Linked DNA regions of Sus scrofa: region 1 is linked to region 2. Evidence: chromatin contacts called from public Hi-C data. All regions are on one chromosome and are shown on one strand. Each heading gives the region's core, a stretch centred on a gene start, on an enhancer-like site or on the middle of the called end of the contact. The rest is flanking DNA. Distances are from core to core; before and after follow the strand shown.

Evidence for each region. A called contact is a pair of places that touch in the nucleus more often than the background predicts.
Region 1: a Hi-C map of heart right ventricle shows a contact between it and region 2, with 2.3 times the contacts expected there. The contact joins the enhancer-like site here to the promoter of SMAD7 in region 2. A contact is called at or near these places in 4 of 47 Hi-C or Micro-C datasets (embryonic fibroblasts, epiblast stem cells, fetal heart ventricle and 1 more).

Annotation. Positions count from the first base shown.
Region 1 is chr1:98,589,566-98,595,716 of Sscrofa11.1, reverse strand. No RefSeq gene overlaps it. Among named protein-coding and RNA genes, the nearest start is that of SMAD7, 50 kb to the right of the region's middle. Within about 2 kb of position 3,881, at least 22 of the 83 cell types and tissues checked have an H3K27ac peak or open chromatin away from gene starts, as enhancers often do.
Region 2 is chr1:98,540,500-98,545,955 of Sscrofa11.1, reverse strand. SMAD7 (SMAD family member 7) reads left to right here and starts at 3,641. Exons shown (of 4, transcript NM_001244175.1): 1 at 3,641-4,253. The coding sequence starts at 3,641.

The DNA.
Region 1 (6,151 bases), core at 2,632-5,131, 50 kb before region 2:
TTGCTGTGGCTGTGGCATAGGCCGGCAGCTATAGCTCCAATTGGACCCCTAGCCTGGGAATCTCCATATGCTGTAGGTTTGGCCCTAAAAAAGACAAAAGACAAAACAAAGAGAGAGATCTCAACAGAGTTAATATTCTAGTGGGAGAAGTTAGCCTCTAAGCAGGAAACATCTTAAGTAAATTATACGAAACATTAGACAGTAATCGACATTACAGAGTTGAAGTTTTAAATAGGGTGGGAAGGGAAGGTCCAATCGGAGCTACAGCTGCTGGCCTACACCACAGCCATGCCAGATCTGAGCTGCGTCTGTGGCCTACACCACAGCTCACGGCAACGCCAGATCCTTAACCCACTGAGTGAGGCCAGGGATCGAACCTTTGCCCTTATGCATGCTAGTCACCTCATTGATGACGGGGATTTTCTTCACTCAATCCACTAATTCAAATGCTAATCTTTTCTGGAGACACCCTCACAGACCCAGCCAGAAATAATGTTTGACCAGCAACCGGGCATCCCTTAAGCATAGCCAAGTTGACACAGAAAATTAACCATCATCTCCCTCAACTTTGAGTGATGAGCCAGGTTCCCCTAGGGCCCTGGGCCCTGAGTGGCTGCCAGTGGGGCTGCAGGGGGCTAAATGCAACCAAGAAGCCCCCACCACTTTCCTCCTCCTGGGACCTGAGATCTAGAATTTTCTTCTATGCAGGATGGACCATCACCTTGCTCCTCTGGATGGCAGGGCGTCCATGTGACTCTATGCGAGGTCCAGTGGGGGTGATCCAAGGGTAGGGCCCCAACAAGCAACATCTTTTCTAAAAAATGTACTACACTTGTCGCTAGAATTAGTTGGTAGGTGTAATGTTGCTTTGATTTTTATTTCAATTTGGAGGTCCGAATTTTATTATAGGAAATGAAATTGATTCTTTTCTGTTCTTTAATTATTTGGCCCTCTCCACATTGTATTTAAAAACTGAAAGAAAAAAAAAAACAAAACTGAATAAGGGAGTGTACCTGGTGACTCAGCAAGTTAAGGATCTGGTGTTGTCACTGTTGTGGCTCAGGTGTGAGCCACATGCCCTGTGTGAGGCCAAAAAATAAATAAATAAATAAACGAGGAACTGCATATTAAAGAAAGCAAAAAAATGGAATGAGAAGCAACTTACAAAATGGAAGAAGAATTGTAAACAAAATGGAAGAGAAGAATTGTAAATCATATACTGGCAAAAGAGTTAATATCCAGAATATATAAAGAACTTCTACAACTCAACAACTGAAAACTAAGTAACCCGATATTTTTTTTGGCCATGCCTGAGGCAGGGATGGAACCTACACCATAGCAGCAATCAGGGCCACTGCAGAAACAATGCTGGATCCTTAACCTGCTTCACCACAAGGAAACTCCCAGTAACCCAATTTTAAAAACAGGGAAAGGGCCTGGATAGACAGTTGTCTGAAGAGGATAATATAAACGGCCAACAAGTATATGATAAGATGTTCAATTATTAGAGAAATACAAGTCCAAACCACAATGAGATATCTGCTCATACCCATCAGGATGGCCAGAGATAAAGAAAGAATGAAGGAAGCAAGAGAAGGAAGGGAGGGAGGAAGGAAAGAAAAAAAGAAGGAAAGAAAGAAAGAAGAGGGTGAAGATGTGGGGATTAGAAACATTAGAGCAGCACTGCTGATGGAGATGTGAAGTGGTGCAGCCATTATGGAAAACAGTAGAGTGATTCCTCAAAAAACTAAAAATAAAATATCATCTGATCCAGCAATCCTACTTCTGGGTATGCCCAACAGAACTGAAAGGAAAGTCCTGAGATATTGGCACACACATGCTCATTGCAGCATGATTCACAACAGCCAAGAGGTGAAAGAAACCTAAATGTCCATCAACAGATGAGTGAATAAAGAAAATGTGGTATAGGGAGCTCCCGTCATGCGGCAGTGGAAACAAATCCGACTAGGAACCATGAGGTTTCGGGTTCGATCCCAGGCCTTGCTCAGTGGGTTAAGGATCCAGCATTGCCATGAGCTGTGGGGTACGTTGCAGATGTGGCTTGGATCTGGCATTGCTGTGGCTGTGGTGTAGGCCGGTGGCTATAGCTCCAATTCGACCCCTAGCCTGGGAACCTCCATATGCCACAGGTATGGCCCTAGAAAGCCAAGAAAGAAAGAAAGAAAGAAAGAAAGAAAGAAAGAAAGAAAGAAAGAAGGAAGGAAGGAAGGAAGGAAGGAAGGAAGGAAGGAAGGAAGGAAGGAAGAAAGAAAGAAAGAAAGAAAGAAAGAAAGAAAGAAAGAAAGAAAGAAAGAAAGAAAGAAGGAAAGAAAGAAAAAGAAAATGTGGTATACATGTAGGAGGGAATGCTATTCGATCTTTAAAAAGAAGGAAAGTTTGGGTGTTCCCTGGTGGCTCTACCAGTTAAGGATCTGGCATTGTCCCTGATGCACCTTGGGTCACTGCTGTGGCATGGCTTTGATCCCTGGCTCCAGAAATTCTACATGACATGGGCAGGACCAAAAAAATAAAAAAGGAATGGACCAGTGAAAATGAACAAATTCTAAAATCTGATTTTAGCAAATAGCGTATGCTTGCTTATTTGTGAGCTTAGCACTTGATTTTACTGATACGCAGACTGCATTAATTATAGTCTCAAAATGCAACAGCAAATTTTGTTTTTTTTTTTTTTTTTCTTTTTTAGCTATCCCGAGACGGATGGAGTTTCCAGGCCAGGGATCAGATCCGAGCCACTGTTGCCTCTTGCGCCGCAGCTGCGGCAAAGCCGGATCTTTTAACACACTGGGCCAGGGATGGAACCTGCATCCTGGAGCTGTAGCAACACCACCAATCCCATTGTGCCACAGCAGAAACACCACAACAGTCAACTCTTAACCTCACTACCCACCACCCCATGAGGGTCTCACCTTCTCCCACCCCCCAGTCCCGGTCCAGCACTTTCAAGGGGTCTTAGCTCTTCCCCAGCACCCTAGAGGGCCACGTGCATCCATCCAGGGGAGTCTGGCCCTGGGCTGGGCATACAGTGGGCTGGGCATACAGTAGGCTGGCAGCTAGGACCTGATGCCTGGGTGAGGGCCTGGGAGCCTGAGGAATGTGGGGTTCGGGCAGGACAGGCATGGGAGGGTCCTGGGATATCAGAGTCTGGGGTGTACAGGGTCCCAGACACCCTTGCCAAGAGGGAAAAGTCCACAGCTGGTCAGGGAGGTGACATCTGGCAAGAGCTCTGGCTCTCCACCTGGGCGGTCCGTGAGGATCTCACCGTTACATCAGATCCATGTATATTTTTTAAAGCTCCACAGGCGATTCCAGTGCAGGACCGAGGTTGAGAATGGACTGATGTGTGGTCTTTTGGGGCCAAGGGCTCGTCCTGTCCTCATTGGGAGCTTCGGCCCAGGGACAAGGACACCCTCCCCAGCCCCCATCAGGAGTCTGGAGAGCCCAGCTCTCAGCTGCACCTGACCTTGGTCAAGAACTGAAAGGCAGTCACCAAGGGTCCCGCCTGGAATTCCAAGGCTGTCACACGTTCCCCGTCACCCCGCCCGGGAGCCAGAGGTGTTACATCATGTTCAGGGCCCTGAGTCATTGAGTGTCTCTGGCGATGGCCGCAGAGAGGCAAGAACCCAGCGGGAGGGAGGAAGCCGTGAGCACAGCCAGGCTCCCACGTCCCCTCTCTCACAGCAGCCCCATAAACAGGGCCAAGCTATTTTAGGGGAATAAGATCAAATGCGGGTATCAGTTCCCCCAGCTACTTTTGACTGAGAGCTTCGGGTTATTTCTGTGAGGGCGCAGGCTGGTGACACTCCGCGTCACTGAGCACTCCGGGTCTGAAATTAAATGTGCGTCTGCCTGGAAGAGCGAGTGTGAATTCCTATAGGATAGACGGTTGCCTGGCAACTGCAGTGTCAAGGCCAAAACATAGGCCAGGATGGAATGGGCGCTGGAGACACTCAGGTTTGCAGAGTACCAGCTCACAAGTCTCCACTCCTCTGGACTTTGATATTCACCCAGGACAAGAGTGGGCCTTAAACCATGCATGGAGAAGAGAGCCTGTGTAGCTGAGAAGCTTGTGCCTCAGAGCTCCTCACAGCCCGGGGCGGGGGTTGGGGAGTGGGGGTGGCTGCCTAGTTTTGGTCGGTAATTCTCTATGGTTTTTCTTACGGAGATGCCCTCCCAAATTAGGAAAGCTTCAGAGTCCTCCCCCCACCAAAACTTTGAGAGCAACCTCTGACCCCTTACCATAACAAAAGAAAAAATTTTTTACTTATATGTATCCAGGTTGAATTCATTTACAACAAACTCCACTGGTGTGAAAATTCCATTGAAGAAAGCTTTGGCTAAATGTCCCGTTTAAATCTATATACATAGAAGTACATAATTGGTTCCAGGGAAGGAACTTGAAAGCTACAATTTTTAAGAAGGGGGAACTGAGGCGCTGGAAGTTAAGGTGACTTGCTCCCGACCCCCCAGAGAGAGCTGTCAGCAGGGCTACCTCTCCGTCAGGGGGCATCCCTTCCCTGCTTCCACCCCCAGCCGCTGGAGCTGGTGATACGGGGAATGGATCTATGATTATTTTTGGAGAATGTGGCTCCGAAGTGAAAGACAGAGTTCGAAGTGGCGTTTTTATTATTCTTGTAATGTCATCACTTTGAGAAGTTTATCTGTACACATATCTTGCCACCCCAACAACAAAGTCAGCTTCAAAAAAGAAAGCCCTGAAGCAAACTGTTTGTTTCATGAGTTGCTTAGCAAGGAGAGGCATCTGCTCTCCAGATTCTAAAACTGTAGGTGTCGTGGGCAGTAGCGGCTCCCAGGTCTCGCGGGCCCCGGCCAGGCCGCGGCAGTGTCTGGGGGCCGGGGGGCGAGGGGTCCCCAGGAGGAGGCTGCTAAAGCCAAGACAAGCTGGGGAGGCAGAGGAAGGCCCAAAATTTCCCCTTGGCCAACGCTGATCCACCCGCAGTGGTTTCTAGAATCTTCTGCCCAAACCTTCCCACCCTTGCTCATCACCAGCCCTCATCCCTGTCTCATGATGATCACCTAACCATCCAGAAAATGAGGCCTAGAAATGATCTCAGTTCATCCAGCCTGGTGGCTTTTTCGAAGAAATCTCAAGGCTCTGATGTGCTAAGAGTCTGCAGGCCACATCTGCTGGCTTCTTAGCAACACTCTTGTTTTTCTGGACCACCAGTCTTTTCTCCTGAAAAATCACTGCCTTGGGTCCTGTTCCTATGGGGACTTCCTGGACCAGTGGTTTTCAGATTGTGGTCCCTGGACCAGCAGTATCAGCATCACCTGGGAACTTGCTAGAGTAGCAAATTCTCATGTTTCACCCTGGACACCTACTGGATCTGGAGCTCTGGGGTTGGGGCCCATATTCTGTGTTTTAACAAGCTCCCAGTTGATTCTGATGAACCTAAAATTTGGGGATGCTTCTGCTAGACTGTAAACTCTGTGAAAACAGTGATCCATCTGCTTTGGTTACTGACATGCAGAGCTCCTAGAAGATAGTGGACGTTCAATCAATGTTGAAATTATTATTATTATTATTATTATTATTTTTATTTTTATTATGCTCCTAGAGCCACACCTCCGGAATATGGAAATTCCCAGCCTAGGGGTCTCATCAGAGGTACAGCTTCCGGCCTATACCACAGCCACAGCCACAGCATCATGTGATCCAAGCCATGTCTGAGACCCACACCAGAGCTCATGGCAACACCAGACCCTTAACTCACTGAATGAGGCCAGGGATCGAACCCACATCCTCGTGGATACTAATCAGGTTCGTTAACCACTGAGCCACAAAGGGAACTCCCTGTTTGTTGAAATTAGATTCTAGCTAGCGTTTAGCCACTGGGAAGGGCTTAGTGGATTTATTAACATTTACAGCTTAGGAGGCCTTTAGGGAAAGTGGGTGGGTGATAAGGGAGCTGCGGACACCATGGAGGGGCAAGGTTCAAAGTTGGTTGGGGTGGTCAGTGGACTGGGTGGGCTGTCCGGGGGGCTGTGGAGTGCATTGCTGAGTCCTAGGACAGTTAGTTAGCTGTTAGTTAAATGTGAAGATCCTGGCTTCTCAAGCTGTCTTTATTTATCTAATCTCTCTCTTTCTTTTTGGCTATACTCACAGCATGTG
Region 2 (5,456 bases), core at 2,392-4,891:
CATTGTCACCACAGCAGCTGGGGTCACTGCTGTGGCGTGGGCTTGCTCCCTGGTCCAGAACTTCTATATGCCTCATGCACAGCACCCCCTCCCTGTCTCCAAATAAACAAATAAATAAAAAATTCCATTTCTGACTCTTTTGTCTTTCCCTGTGCATGGGGGTGGGATCACTCAGAGTCATTTTCTCCTGGGTTTTCTCTGCTGCTGTCCTTGCTGGTTGCTTGTTTCGCAAGTTAAACCTAGGCACACACGTTTTCAATACCCTTTTCAATAAGCAATATTTTTATTTGTAACAAAATTATAATCTTATACAATTGCAGCCTCTGTGGCTTACAATGTAAATGTTCAGAATGCCAGCTGCTGCCTTGTCCTACTTGTTTCTGCACTGCTTGGCATCCCTAGGTCTTCTAGGTCAATGAGCTTCAGAGCCTCTCGCCTAGATATATATGATCATGATTCGCTCTCACATTTATATGTCCAAAGGTGCTCTTGGTGGGTTTGGTGGGAATGGTCCAAATGCCTACCCGACTGTCAATACAGTCCTAAATATTTATTAAGCATCTACGGCATGTAGATGCCTTTTAAGTTGCTGGAGGAGAAAGGGCTGAATTATAAAGCTAAGATTCATCTATGCTTTTTTTTTTTTTAAGGAGCATAATTTAGCTGGGAAAATGAAAACAGTCAATTTCAACTTTTCTAAAGATTTGTGAAAACCCCCAATGAGTTTCATTGTCGTCCTGATCTCACAATCCTAAACGGCCTTAAAAAAAAATCTTATTTCACTGAATAAGACGAGAGGTTGGACCACCATGCCAGCTAGTGGCCTCGTCAATACTGACGGTTATATATTTAAATCATTACTTTTCCGAGTACCAACAGCTTTCATGCAGTAAACCTAATCTGGTCCTTTGCCCTACCAACGCCTTACCCATTTCCATGCAGTAATTTGCCAGCTGGGTCTACGCTCTTCTAAAACGCAGGCTAAGGGGATAAACTCTCTGACTCTTAAGCACCTTGAAAGCTGCGGGGCCGAGGAGGGCGCAGAAACAGGCCACGCATGCATATGCATGCCCTAGGCAGGTCTGCTAGGAAGGTAACCTTCCCGCGCCGGGAGGCGGGGTGGCGGAGGTCTTCCGGGCTCGAGAGGAAACCTGCCCGCGGCGGGAGGGCGACACCCCTCCCCGCCGCCGCCCCCAGGATACTGCCCCTCGCAGTTCGTCAGCCAGCCAAATGCATTCCAGAGATTTGCACAAGACACACTTCTCCAGGCAGTCCTAGAAACCCGAGCCCGGAGCGGGAGAGGGCGGGAGGGAGCGCGCGGCCGCCGCTGAGGTCACATTCGCGCCGCCTCCCCGCCCTCGGCGGCCCGGCTGTTCCCTCTAGCGCACACTTCCCAGGGCCTCGGTCCAGTCCGGTGTAAATGTCTTTTAAACAGAGACAGCGCTCTCCTCCCCCTTTCCTCCCGCGCGGGGTCCAGGGCATGTCGCCAGGGCCTTTAAGGCAAAACGAATGAATGAAACATTAGGGCGAAAGCGCACGGGACAGCCACTGCGAAGCTCCTCGGACTGGGTCTAAATCCGGCCACCGACCCGCTCGTTCCGCTCCAAAAACTCGCCGGCGAAGCGCGATCCGTGTTCTTGGGTCTTCCCATTTCTCCCCGGATTCTGCCAGTTCTCAGTCGATTCAAGGAGCTTCTCTGCTCCCCACCGTTATCTGCCCCCCCATTAGCACCCCCCCCGCAGACCGGGGAGGGGGTGGGGGTGGCGGGGGGGGGAAACGGGGGGAGAAATAGCTTTTAGAAACCCGATCTGTTGTTTGCGAAACACAATCGCTTTTTTTTTTTTTTTTTTTTTAAAGCGACAGGGTGTCTAGACGGCCACGTGACGAGGCCGGAGCCGGGCGCGCCACTGCGCAGTGGAACCAGCAGAGCAGAGGGCCCGCGGGGGGTGGGGGGGAGGCGGCGGCGGCAGCGGCTGGGGGCGGGGGAGGGAAGGGGAGGAAGGGGGAGGGAAGGGGGCGGGGGCGGGAGGCCTTGCGGGAGGCGGCGAGCCCAGGGCACACTCGCTCGCCTGCTCGGCGCACGGAGGATCCTGTCCCCGAACCGCGCCAGGCGAGCCAGCCGGGCGCCGTGCTCTGTCCGCTCGCCGCGCGGGAGAGAGCTGCCCGAGACAGAGCCAGCCCGCCGGCGCCGAGCTGCCGAGCGCCTGGCCCAGGAGTCCCTGGTGCGGCGCGGCGAGCCCCCGGCGGCGGCAGAAGGACTCGAGCGCCAGGAGAGGGCGGACGGGGGACAAGGAGGCTCCCGGGCGCGACGAGGAGAGTCTCGGAGGAGAAGGCGGCGTGAGGGACACCGGGGCCTCCAGCCGACGCAGCCTTGTCGGGGCGAGCAGCCCATAAGGGGAGCCCCGGCTCCCAGGGGAGGGGACACCGGCGGCCCCCGCGCTAGCGAGCGGAGGGCGAGAGCGCGCGACCCGCCAGGGGCCCGCCGCGGCCGCCGCGCCGCCCTCCCCCGCGCTGTCAGCCCCGCGGGGCGCAGCCGCCGCCGCAGCATCTTCTGCCCCTGCGCCCCCGCCAGCCCCGAGGAAGTCCCCGCCGAGGACTAGGGCCCCCGGGAGCTCAGGAGGAAAGACCAGAGACTCCTCCAAATCACCCAGATGCGAAGGATTGAAACAGCCTAGCCAAAGCTTTCTGTGGATTAAAAAAATACACGGCTTTTTTTTTTTTTCCCCCGAAGAAAAGGAGAGGAAGACCAGTGGGGCTCTGCAAGGAAAAAGGGGAATGTAACTCGTGGATACCTTTTTTCCACCCCTCAGACGTCTTGTTCTACTTTGTAAACATTTTCTTTTTTTAAACCCCAGCTCCAGCCAGACGCCCCCAGACCTCCGGGGTGCGAGGAGGTGGTGGTTTTCATTTTGGGCTTTGCGTATTTGGTTCTTAGATTTTGAGAGAACCTCCTTATTTCGCCAAACATCTCCTGCGGGGTGAAGTCCACTCGGCCCCCTCCCCCGAGTCTTCGTGTGCACGGAATTCAAGGAGATCCGGTTACTAAGGATATAGAAGAAAAAAATAAATCGCGTGCCTGCCTTTTTTTTTTTTTTTTTAATTGCCTCCTTCTCCCCACCCCCAAATTAAGTTGCTTAGGAAGGGGAAAAGAGGCTTTTTCCTCCCTCCGGCAGCCCAGCCGAACGCCTTTCTTTTTTTGCCCCCGCGGATCTTCCATGTAGGAAGCCAAGGCTGGCGAGCCCGACACTCGGGAGCCGCTGCGGGGGGGCCTCTTTTTGGGGAGGCGCCGACCGGGGTAGGCTTCGCCGCCCCCAGGGAAGCGGCGGCCGCGTTCCTCCGGGGTGCGCCGGGGCCCGAGAGCAGCGCGCGGCTCGGGCCGCGCGGGGTGGGGCAGCCGGAGCGCAGGCCCCCGAGCCCCGGCGGGCGCCTCCGGGCCCCCGCGCGCCCCCCGGCCTCCGGGAGACTGGCGCATGCCACGGAGCGCCCCTCGGGCCGCCGCCGCTCCTGCCCGGGCCCCTGCTGCTGCTGCTGTCGCCTGCGCCTGCTGCCCCAACTCGGCGCCCGACTTCTTCATGGTGTGCGGAGGTCATGTTCGCTCCTTAGCCGGCAAACGACTTTTCTCCTCGCCTCCTCGCCCCGCATGTTCAGGACCAAACGATCTGCGCTCGTCCGGCGTCTCTGGAGGAGCCGTGCGCCCGGCGGCGAGGACGAGGAGGAGGGCGCGTGGGGAGGCGGTGGAGGAGGCGAGCTGCGGGGAGAAGGGGCGACGGACGGCCGGGCACATGGGGCCGGTGGCGGCGGCGCAGGCAGGGCTGGCTGCTGCCTGGGCAAGGCGGTGCGAGGTGCCAAAGGTCACCACCATCCCCACCCCCCAGCCGCGGGCGCCGGCGTGGCCGGGGGCGCCGAGGCGGATCTGAAGGCGCTCACGCACTCGGTGCTTAAGAAACTGAAGGAACGGCAGCTGGAGCTGCTGCTCCAGGCCGTGGAGTCCCGCGGCGGTACGCGCACGGCGTGCCTCTTGCTGCCCGGCCGCCTGGACTGCAGGCTGGGCCTGGGGGCGCCTGCCGGCTCACAGCCCGCGCAGCCGCCCTCGTCCTACTCGCTCCCCCTCCTGCTGTGCAAAGTGTTCAGGTGGCCGGATCTCAGGCATTCCTCGGAAGTCAAGAGGCTGTGTTGCTGTGAATCTTACGGGAAGATCAACCCCGAGCTGGTGTGCTGCAACCCCCATCACCTTAGCCGACTCTGCGAACTAGGTAAGAAGTTGTTCTGCGCCCACCCACCTCTCCCCTTGGCGCTCAAGTAGTGAAAGAAAAGCCCCCTTCGGCTGTGTGTTTGTGCAGCTGTCTCGCCAGAGGGGAGAGTACATCCCCTCCTGGGAGAAGACTAGAGGGACAAAGGTAGAGAAGGGACTGGGGGGAACCTGGAAAGGCATTCCCTGGGGGTTCCCTTACAGTTTTTTTCTCCTCCTCTGTTTCCCCTAGCGGGGTTTTGGGCACTGCTCATGCACACACTCTACAGACCGGGGGTTAAAAATTAGATAGATTTCTCATTTCCGGATCAACCAAGGGGTGCAGAGAGAAGTGTGTGGGGGGGAGGAGGGGGGGTCACGCCTCCCCTGCACCCGGAAAGGCGTTGAGGTGTGTGGCCGAGTTGGATTCGGTCCAAGCCCGCCAAGGAAGGCTGGGAGAAGCAGTTGTAAAGACTGGAACGTCTCTGCCTGCTCCTTTAGTAAATAAGGAGAGTCCTGTCGGGCACAAGTGGCTGGGAAAGTGCCCTGTCCGGAGTAGCTTTGTGTTTTGGGGCGAAGAGAGTTTGATGGGCGGCGGCGCTGGATATCTGCTCTCAACTCTGCCAGCCCAGGGTGGAAGAGGACAAGCAGTCAGGAGAAGTTGGGTGCCCTCTGCTTTTTCCTTTCTTCCTGCACAGGAAAGCACAGTTCCTGACTGCAGAAGGGTCGGGCCCCAGCCCTCCCTGACGACACGGCCCCTTAACAGCTCTGGGGCCTGGGCTTCTCAGCTGAGATCCCAGCCTCCTGCATTGCTTTCCTTTTCTCTGCATATTTGTGTGGGGCGGGGGTGCACCCGGGGCGTTCACAAATCCAAGTTCACCAGCGGACTTGGGGTAAACCTCGCGGGTGGGCTGGGAGAGGGGAGCCCCGAGTTCCCCCGCGCGGTGTGGAGAGGAGCTGCGGTGGCCAAGGTGAATTTGCACCCCTGGGGGACGAGTCAGGGTGGGGGGGCGGCGGCGGGAGTCGGATCTGAAGTTCTGGGACCGAGCGGGGGCTTGGTCGCCCCCCGCCCTGTGAACTGTGAAGTGCCCGGCCCCGGTAGAGCCGGTGGTTTCCAGCCGGGCCGGCCGAGCGCGGCGGCGGCGGCCGCAGACGTGGAGGAGCGGAGCGCCGAGGCTGGCGCCAGGCGGCCTCTTTTGTTTATCTGACAGCTAAATATCAAGGCAAT